Regions from separate parts of the Mus musculus genome. Here region 1 is linked to region 2. Evidence: chromatin contacts called from public promoter capture Hi-C data. All regions are on one chromosome and are shown on one strand. Each heading gives the region's core, a stretch centred on a gene start, on an enhancer-like site or on the middle of the called end of the contact. The rest is flanking DNA. Distances are from core to core; before and after follow the strand shown. Region 1 holds the start of Suz12 (SUZ12 polycomb repressive complex 2 subunit). Region 2 holds the start of Nufip2 (nuclear fragile X mental retardation protein interacting protein 2).

Region 1 (3,803 bases), core at 760-3,259, 2.3 Mb after region 2:
AGGACTGGTCAGCAGCGCCTCTCTCATGGCATGGCTGGCTTTTTCATGATTAATGTTGGTTAGCACAGATGTATAACATCACATTAATGCCTGCTACTACCATTTCCTTTAAGAATACCCCAAATCCCTTAGGTGCATTTCTCCTTTCATCAAACATTCATGATAATCTTTCACTTGGTTATTTGACTGTATTTGTCCCTCCGTCCTCTCCCTCCCTACAACTGAACCCTGACAAATGATGAAGAGGGAACATTTTGACAGCTATATAGTTGTCACATAGTTAAATTAGCACTCTAGTTTGTAATGCGATATTTTTGGATTTGCTTAGAGTAATTTAATTATTCAGACCCTGACTGAATTTCCTAACGCTATAAAGCAATACCGCAGCTAAAACTCCAGAAACCTCGGTGGGGTGGCATTCATCAGAGACGTTCTTCAGAAACATAAGGGGGAAAAAAACCCACCATATACCTATTTTGCAGTAAGAAATATTCTTAAATACAGACTAGTATAATGAGAGCATTCTAAAGTTTCTTCTTAATATAAAACATAACGTGGGGTTGGACTTACAGCTCTGCAGTTGAGAGCACTGGCTGCTCTCTCAGAGATCTCTATTTGATTCTTAGCACCCACCCTAGGCCTCACAACCACCTGTGACTCCATTTCCAGGAGAGGCAACATCCTCTTTTGGCTGTAAGGACCGCAGCATACGACCTTGGTGTAGACTTAGGCACAGGGTTCCTCTGTATAGCCCTTGCTGTCCTGGAACTCACTTTGTAGACCAGGCTCGCATCAGAAATCTGCCTGCCTCTGCCTCCCAAGTGCTGGGATTAAAGGTGTGTGCCACCACCACCGAGCATAAAAACATTTTTAGAAAGTTAAAATATAAGCAATATAAGCTGGTTATTTTGTCTAACTTGAAATCCAAGTTATTCAGAGTAAGCCAATTTGTACCAACAGACTTAGGTCGGGTCTGTTTATCTTTTTTTTTTTTTTTTTTTTTTGGTTTTTCGAGACAGGGTTTCTCTGTGTAGCCCTGGCTGTCCTGGAACTCACTTTGTAGACCAGGCTGGCCTTGAACTCAGAAATCCGCCTGCCTCTGCCTCTGGAGTGCTGGGATTAAAGGCGTGCGCCACCGCCCAGTTTATCTATCTTTTTAAACAAGACACTCAAAACACAGCGTTCCTCACAAGCTTTTGGCAGTACAATAAATAAAACTTCAAGAAATGTCTTTACTTCGAATCACCTATTTGTCTCAGAGAAAATGAAGTATCTACTTTGCTCGCATCGTGTTGAGAAGCCACAACCCAATTCCACAGAATCCCAAAACCTCACATCACTTAACAAAACAAAACCAAGTCTCCTTAATTTCTGAGAAACGGCCGCCACAAAATAGGTCGCTCCCTTTCGTAGGCGAGCCCTTCACGTCCGACAACCCAGTGGCTGCGCTAGGGGATTTCGGCCATGGGTGGCTTGGGGCACGTGGCGGCCAGGGGATCCGATCTCCTCCTGCCTCAGTGGAGATGAGACTGAGCACACAGCACCCCCGGGGCAGGTCACTTCCTGAGACCACACAGTCTCGGGATCCGCGGTGGACCTCCGCTCCTTTCAAAGGCCCCTTCGCCTTCAGTTTCTCAGTCACCCGCCTCTCTCTCCAGGGGACCTCTGCCCCCCTGGGGGCGGCGACTGACGAAGCTCTCAAGGCGAGAAACGGCTCCCAAAGCCGCTCGCGAGTCCCCCTCTGCCCACAATGCACCGGGACGAGCAGGAAGGCCGCTCCGACCCCTCATTTTCCCGCGAATTCAGTTCAAAGAGGCGTCCGGGCCCGCGGTCGGCAGCGCGCACGGGCCAACCAAGCCGCGCCTCCGCGAGAAGCGCCTCCGCGTGACTGACGGGGGACTCTGCGGACCAACGGGCTGGGCGGCCCGGCGGCGCGCGCTCCCGCCGGCCAATCAGAGCGCCGGGCGGGGAAAGTGGGCGGAGCGAGGCCAGGGTAGGGTGAGCGGCCTCCGAAGCGGAGCGGGGCTCGGAGGAGACACTTTTTTTTTTTCCTCCCTCCTTCCCTCCTCTCCTCCTCCCTTCCCTTCCCCTCTCCTCCCCTCTCTCCTCCTTCCCCCCTCGGTCCGCTGGAGCCTGCTGGGGCGAGCGGTTGGTGTAGCAGGCGCGCTCACTCTCCGGGGCCGCCCGGCGGGTAGCTGGCGGGGGGAGGAGGCAGGAACCGCGATGGCGCCTCAGAAGCACGGCGGTGGGGGAGGGGGCGGCTCGGGGCCCAGCGCGGGGTCCGGGGGAGGCGGCTTCGGGGGTTCGGCGGCGGCGGTGGCGGCGGCGGCTTCGGGCGGCAAATCCGGCGGCGGGGGCTGTGGAGGCGGCGGCAGTTACTCGGCCTCCTCCTCCTCGGCGGCGGCCGCGGCGGCGGCGGCGGGGGCCGCGGTGTTGCCGGTGAAGAAGCCGAAAATGGAGCACGTCCAGGCTGACCACGAGCTTTTCCTCCAGGCCTTTGAGAGTGAGTGTGAGCGGCTTCGAGGGCAGGGGTGCCCCTCTCCGGCGTTCGGGGCACGGGGCACTCCGCCGGGTTCTCGGAGAGTCCACTTGCTTTGGGAGTGGAGGGAGGACTCGCTGGGGAACGCCGGGGTCCCGAGCAGGTCCCTGACTCCCGGAAGGGTCGCCCCGGGGCCCCCAGGTTCAGAGCAGCCTTGGAGGTGGGGACGTGACGGTTGAACTGAGCGCATATAGATCCCGAGACGAGTTGGTGTTTTCGTTTGTGTCTTCCTTACTCCACAAGTACAGGGATTATAGTTGTAGGTTTCGGGGGGACGAGACACAGCCTGTCCGGAGATGAGTGTTGTAAAGCCGAGGAAATTGTCATGGGTCTGAAATGCGTTCGTACCCACTCTGGCTGCGTGTGAGTGAACACGCAGCATTTGAAACCTTTTAAGCTTTTCAAACCTTTCCGCCCATTTTATGGGTGCGTAGACTGAGAGAGACAGAATGGGGCAAGCGTCCTCTCCGTGGACAACCTTGGAGTTGTTTCTTAATTCCAGAACATTTTTTTTTTAAATCCCGGTTTTTCGTTTTAAAAGATGCGTGGAGGGCGAAACTGACTTTTTTGGAAAGGGGATCACACAGTGCCTGGAAACAAACAATAGAATTTATAAACATTATGACTATAAATAAAATTGTTACTAAGTGGGCATTATATCCTGATGGTTTTGCACCTCTTTTGTGTAGATAGTGGAATTTAGCAATCTTCTAGCTGGGTATTTTACGGCAACTTGAATGAAGTCAGCTTTGCCGTTGAATCTCTTTATTTACACTATATCCGTGGCATATGTTATGGGCTTTGGTATCAGCTGTGCTTGGAAAGACGTTTTACATTGTTTTAATACTCTTCCTTCATTTTCATTGATTCTTCGTGAAATTCTTATTGGAATTTAATACAAATCATTTCGATTTTTGAATATTGAAACAGATAATTGGTCATGCTTCAGAGATCGTTATTCTTTTGCTTAATATACTTTTACAAAAATCTGAAAAGCTTTTAAATATAATCAGAACTGAAGGACAGTAATGAGAATAAATACACTTGTTTGTACCTCTTCTAAGACATCTCATCTCCTTTTACTTTAACTTGAAACTAAAACTAAATTGAAGATTAATTGGAAATTTAAAACTTTCTAAATGTTATGAGAAAACCAATCCTCTAGGAAGGTTTTAACTACTAGCTTTCAATGAAATCCACTTGCAAGAAAACAGTTACCATTAAGAGTTAGATCTTTTTTTTACCCCTAATACTTAATTCAGTT
Region 2 (3,856 bases), core at 912-3,411:
CTGAAGAGATGACTCAGTGGCTGAGACTTCTTGTTGCTCTTGCAGAAGACTCAAGTTTAGTTCCCAGCCCCACACAGTGATCCTAACCATTCTTTTTGTTTGTTTGTTTGTCTTTGCTTTTTGAGGCAGGGTTTCTCTGTGTAGCCCTGGCTGTCCTGGAACTCACTCTGTAGACCAGGCTGGCCTCCAACTCAGAAATCAGCCTGCCTCTGCCTCCCGAGTACTGGGATCACAACCATTCTTAATGCCACATGTAAGGGACCTGACAAAGCTCTTCTGACTTTAGCAGGCACCAGGCATACACATGGTGAACATATACACATGGGGATAAAAAAAAAAATCACACATACAAAATACACCTAATTATGTGTACCACGTGTGTGTCTGGTGCCCTTGGACTTCAGAAGGGAAGTTGGGCCCCCAGAACTAGAGCTATGGATGATCATGCTGCTGCTGTGTGAGTGCTCAGCATTGAACTCTGGTCCTTTGCAAGAGCAGAAAACGCTGCTTTTAACAGCTGACCTATTCCTCCAGCCTTAAGGGCTTTATCATTGAAAAGGTATGGGGTTTCAAGAGATATAGGTTCTAGTGCCTGCAATGACAGTATTTGTGAGGGGGACTGAAACAATTTGAAGCTAGCCTGGGCTACATAGTGAATAACAGGCCAGTCAGAGATACAGAGGAAGATCAAAAACAAACAAACAAACAAACAAACAAAGACAAAACAACAAAACAAATACAAAGTAAGATGGTAAACTTTACATTTAAATTTTCCCTTGGGGGGAGGGCAGTGATGGTGGGGCATGCCTTTAATCCCAGCACTTGGAAGGCAGAGGCCAGCCTGGTCTACAGGAGTGAGTTCCAGGACAGCCAGGGCTGTACCAAAAAAAAAAAAAATCCCTTATAATACATAGACAAATGTATATCTAATTTAATGAATTTTAAAGCAATTATTCATGTAATAGCAATAGCACATTGGCTGGGGTATGCTGGTGTGTGTAGGACTTTAATCCCAGCATTCATGAGGCAGAAACAGGGGGAATCTCTTAGTTGGCCAGACACTTCTACTTAGGTAGTTCCAAGCCAATCAGGTTTACATAGTCTGTTTCAAAAACAAACCAGTCCAAAACAAACAAAACTCCTAGCCAAGTCCCCCAAATATATATTTCGAGGGTACCCCGTGTCTGTGCTTATCACAACCTTCTTCCTATCATAACAGGTTAAATTAACAGCATAAATTGCAAATACACCTTTACATTTCAATGTTTTCCTTAAATTTAATACAAAAATGTTTTAAAAACCCAAACCTTAAGAACTTTTAAAGGGTTCCTTTCTCCTTTATTTCACTTTTGAAAGTCTTAGTCTAAAATCTATTTTGGTTCCATAGTTGACCTCACCTGCAGTGTTTGATTAAAAAAACAACAAAAACACCCAAAAAACTTCAGTGTAGATTTTTTTCATTCCTCCCTCTCTCTTGCTTTCAACTACAAAGAAACAATGATTTAAGCCCTTTGTCCCCTTTTAGAAAATTACACAGATACCCTATTGTGGAACCCTATAATCCCTCCGTGGAAAGGAAGAGATTAGCATATGAATACAAAGCAAAATGAATCCAGAATACGAAAACGATCTATCGAGTTGTGAAGCTCTTGTATTCTTAAAAATGTATTTATTTCCTCTTTTTTGAATTGCCCCCTTCGTGGTTTAAGGGTTAAGGAAATTGAGCTTTCCTCTCTGGCTACCCGGAAAAGAATTAAACACACACACACACACACACACACACACACACTCACAACCCAACACATTCTAGGAGGTGCAAAACCAACAGATGGCTCCTAGCGCCAGTAGAATCGTCAGTGGAATCTGCTACACTCGACATCAGCTTGCTCGGTGTGAGGAGTGTAGAAAGTGCTGTTCGCTAACTGCGTGGTGAAGGAGAGAAAGCGATAGAAGAGAGAGCCATAATGCTGACGTTGAAGGCCCGGCCCTGTGAGGTTGCATAGGGTAAGTGGCGTTGGCCAGGCGGCGGTGGCGAAGGGGAAGGGAAGAGGATTTGAGCTAGGGGCGGGGCTTGACGCGCAGCGTGGCTCCTCATTGCTGGAGCACGGCTGCCAATCTCGCAGATCCTCTCGCTTAACCAGTGCGCTGGCGAGACGCGCTCAGATATACCGAGCGAGCGCGGAGAAGCAGTCTCAGATCCTGACGGTGCAGCAGCCCGCAGCCTCAGCCAGGGAGTCCCAGCCGCTTTCAATGGAGGAGAAGCCCGGCCAGCCACAGCCTCAGCACCATCACAGCCACCACCATCCGCACCATCATCCCCAGCAGCAGCAGCAGCAGCAGTCGCACCACCACCACCATTATTATTTCTACAACCACAGCCACAACCACCACCACCACCACCATCACCAGCAGCCTCACCAATACCTGCAGCATGGAGCCGAGGGCAGCCCCAAGGCCCAGCCCAAGCCGCTGAAACATGAGCAGAAACACACCCTCCAGCAGCACCAGGAAACGCCGAAGAAGAAAACAGGTCTGAGAGGGAGGGCGGTGGGGGAAGGGGGACTGGATTGGAGGGGGGGGAAGCGATGGGGGTGGGGCTAGATGGGAAAAGCGCGGACCCGGTCCGGGTGTGCGTCCCGCCGGGCCGGGGATGCCCCCTTCCATTCTTCCCGGGCGCGGGCCGGGCCGCGAGGTGGGGATTGCAGCGCCCTCTCCTTCCCTTTAGCATGGGAGAGGCCCAGCCAGGCCGGCGTGACCTTCCTCGGTCCCCGCCCCGGCCGGCCGGAGGCAGAGCTGTGCCCTCGGCCTTGGAAGTCCAGCCTTCATCTTCTTTTTCCCCTCTAGTGCGGGCCCTGGAGTTGCCTGAATGTGGGGGCCCCTAAGAAGGGGGTGAAACTCAGCCGCCCTAAAAAAATAAAATAAAAAATTCCCCCGAGGTGTATGTAATTCAGGCCTAGTGAATCCATCCTGATGCGGGTGGTGTCGCGAGAGCCGCTTGCAGGCGGCGACGAGCGGGGCTGAGGGCTAAGTTGAGGAAGCGTCCTCGCTCACCCGCCGCCCCGAGCCCACCTGTGGCCTTGGGGTTTGCCGTCTGGGTGTGTGGGGGACCCTATCGTCCCTCGGGTCATTTCCACCCCTAAACGCCCGTCTTGCGCGTCCGGACCCCGTTGTCTGTCCGCGAGGGCTTCTCCGCAGGCCGGCGCCCCTGGCCCGCTCGCCTCGGAGCCGGCGAGGCTGGAATGTTCTCTCCTCCTCGCGGGGCCGCTTCCTGTCCGCCATGTTGGAAGCTGATTCCTGTCACCGACTCCGGCCGGCGGAGGAGCGGAGGGGGAAGGGTGCCGAAGGCCACACGGCACGCCGGCCCGGCTGCCCCGGGACCCTCTGCGGCCCTTTTCCGGGTCCCCCCCGCACTGCGGGCGGCCGCCGCCCGCCGCCCCTCCCCCTCCGCGCCGCGCCGCGCCGGGGTTGTGTAACCCGGTGGCGGCCGCGCGGCCCCGGGCGGGTCCCTGGGGTGAGGGGCGGGGGCGGTTGGGGTGGGGGAGGGAAGCGGCCACGAGGGGAGCGGCCTGCACCGTGGCCCCGCGCGCCCGACGGCCGCGTTTCCCGCTCCCGGGTGCGGCGGGAGGCGCGGGCGGGGAGCGGGCCTTGAAGAGGAGCTTGAAGGGGGAAGGAGGCCCGGGCGGCGGCCGTGGCCGTAGCGTTCCGCTGGCCTGCGAGGGGCGAGGGGGATTCGTTTTGGGGAGAGGCGGTGCCTGAGGCCGGGTGGGGTACCCAGCGGGAACCAAGCTCCCGGGTCACGAGTTTCTCTGCCACAGGAATCTCATCTCCTGCCAGGTTCGCTCACGACTCCGCCTCG

The links. Promoter capture Hi-C pulls out the DNA fragments that hold promoters and counts their contacts.
Region 1: a contact with region 2 is called in a promoter capture Hi-C map of pre-B cells, with 2.2 times the contacts expected there. The contact joins the promoter of Suz12 here to the promoter of Nufip2 in region 2.

Annotation. Positions count from the first base shown.
Region 1 is chr11:79,991,097-79,994,899 of GRCm38.p6, forward strand. It overlaps Suz12 (SUZ12 polycomb repressive complex 2 subunit), which reads left to right and starts at 2,010. Exons shown (of 16, transcript NM_199196.2): 1 at 2,010-2,503. The coding sequence starts at 2,224.
Region 2 is chr11:77,683,978-77,687,833 of GRCm38.p6, forward strand. It overlaps Nufip2 (nuclear fragile X mental retardation protein interacting protein 2), which reads left to right and starts at 2,162. Exons shown (of 4, transcript NM_001024205.2): 1 at 2,162-2,530. The coding sequence starts at 2,251.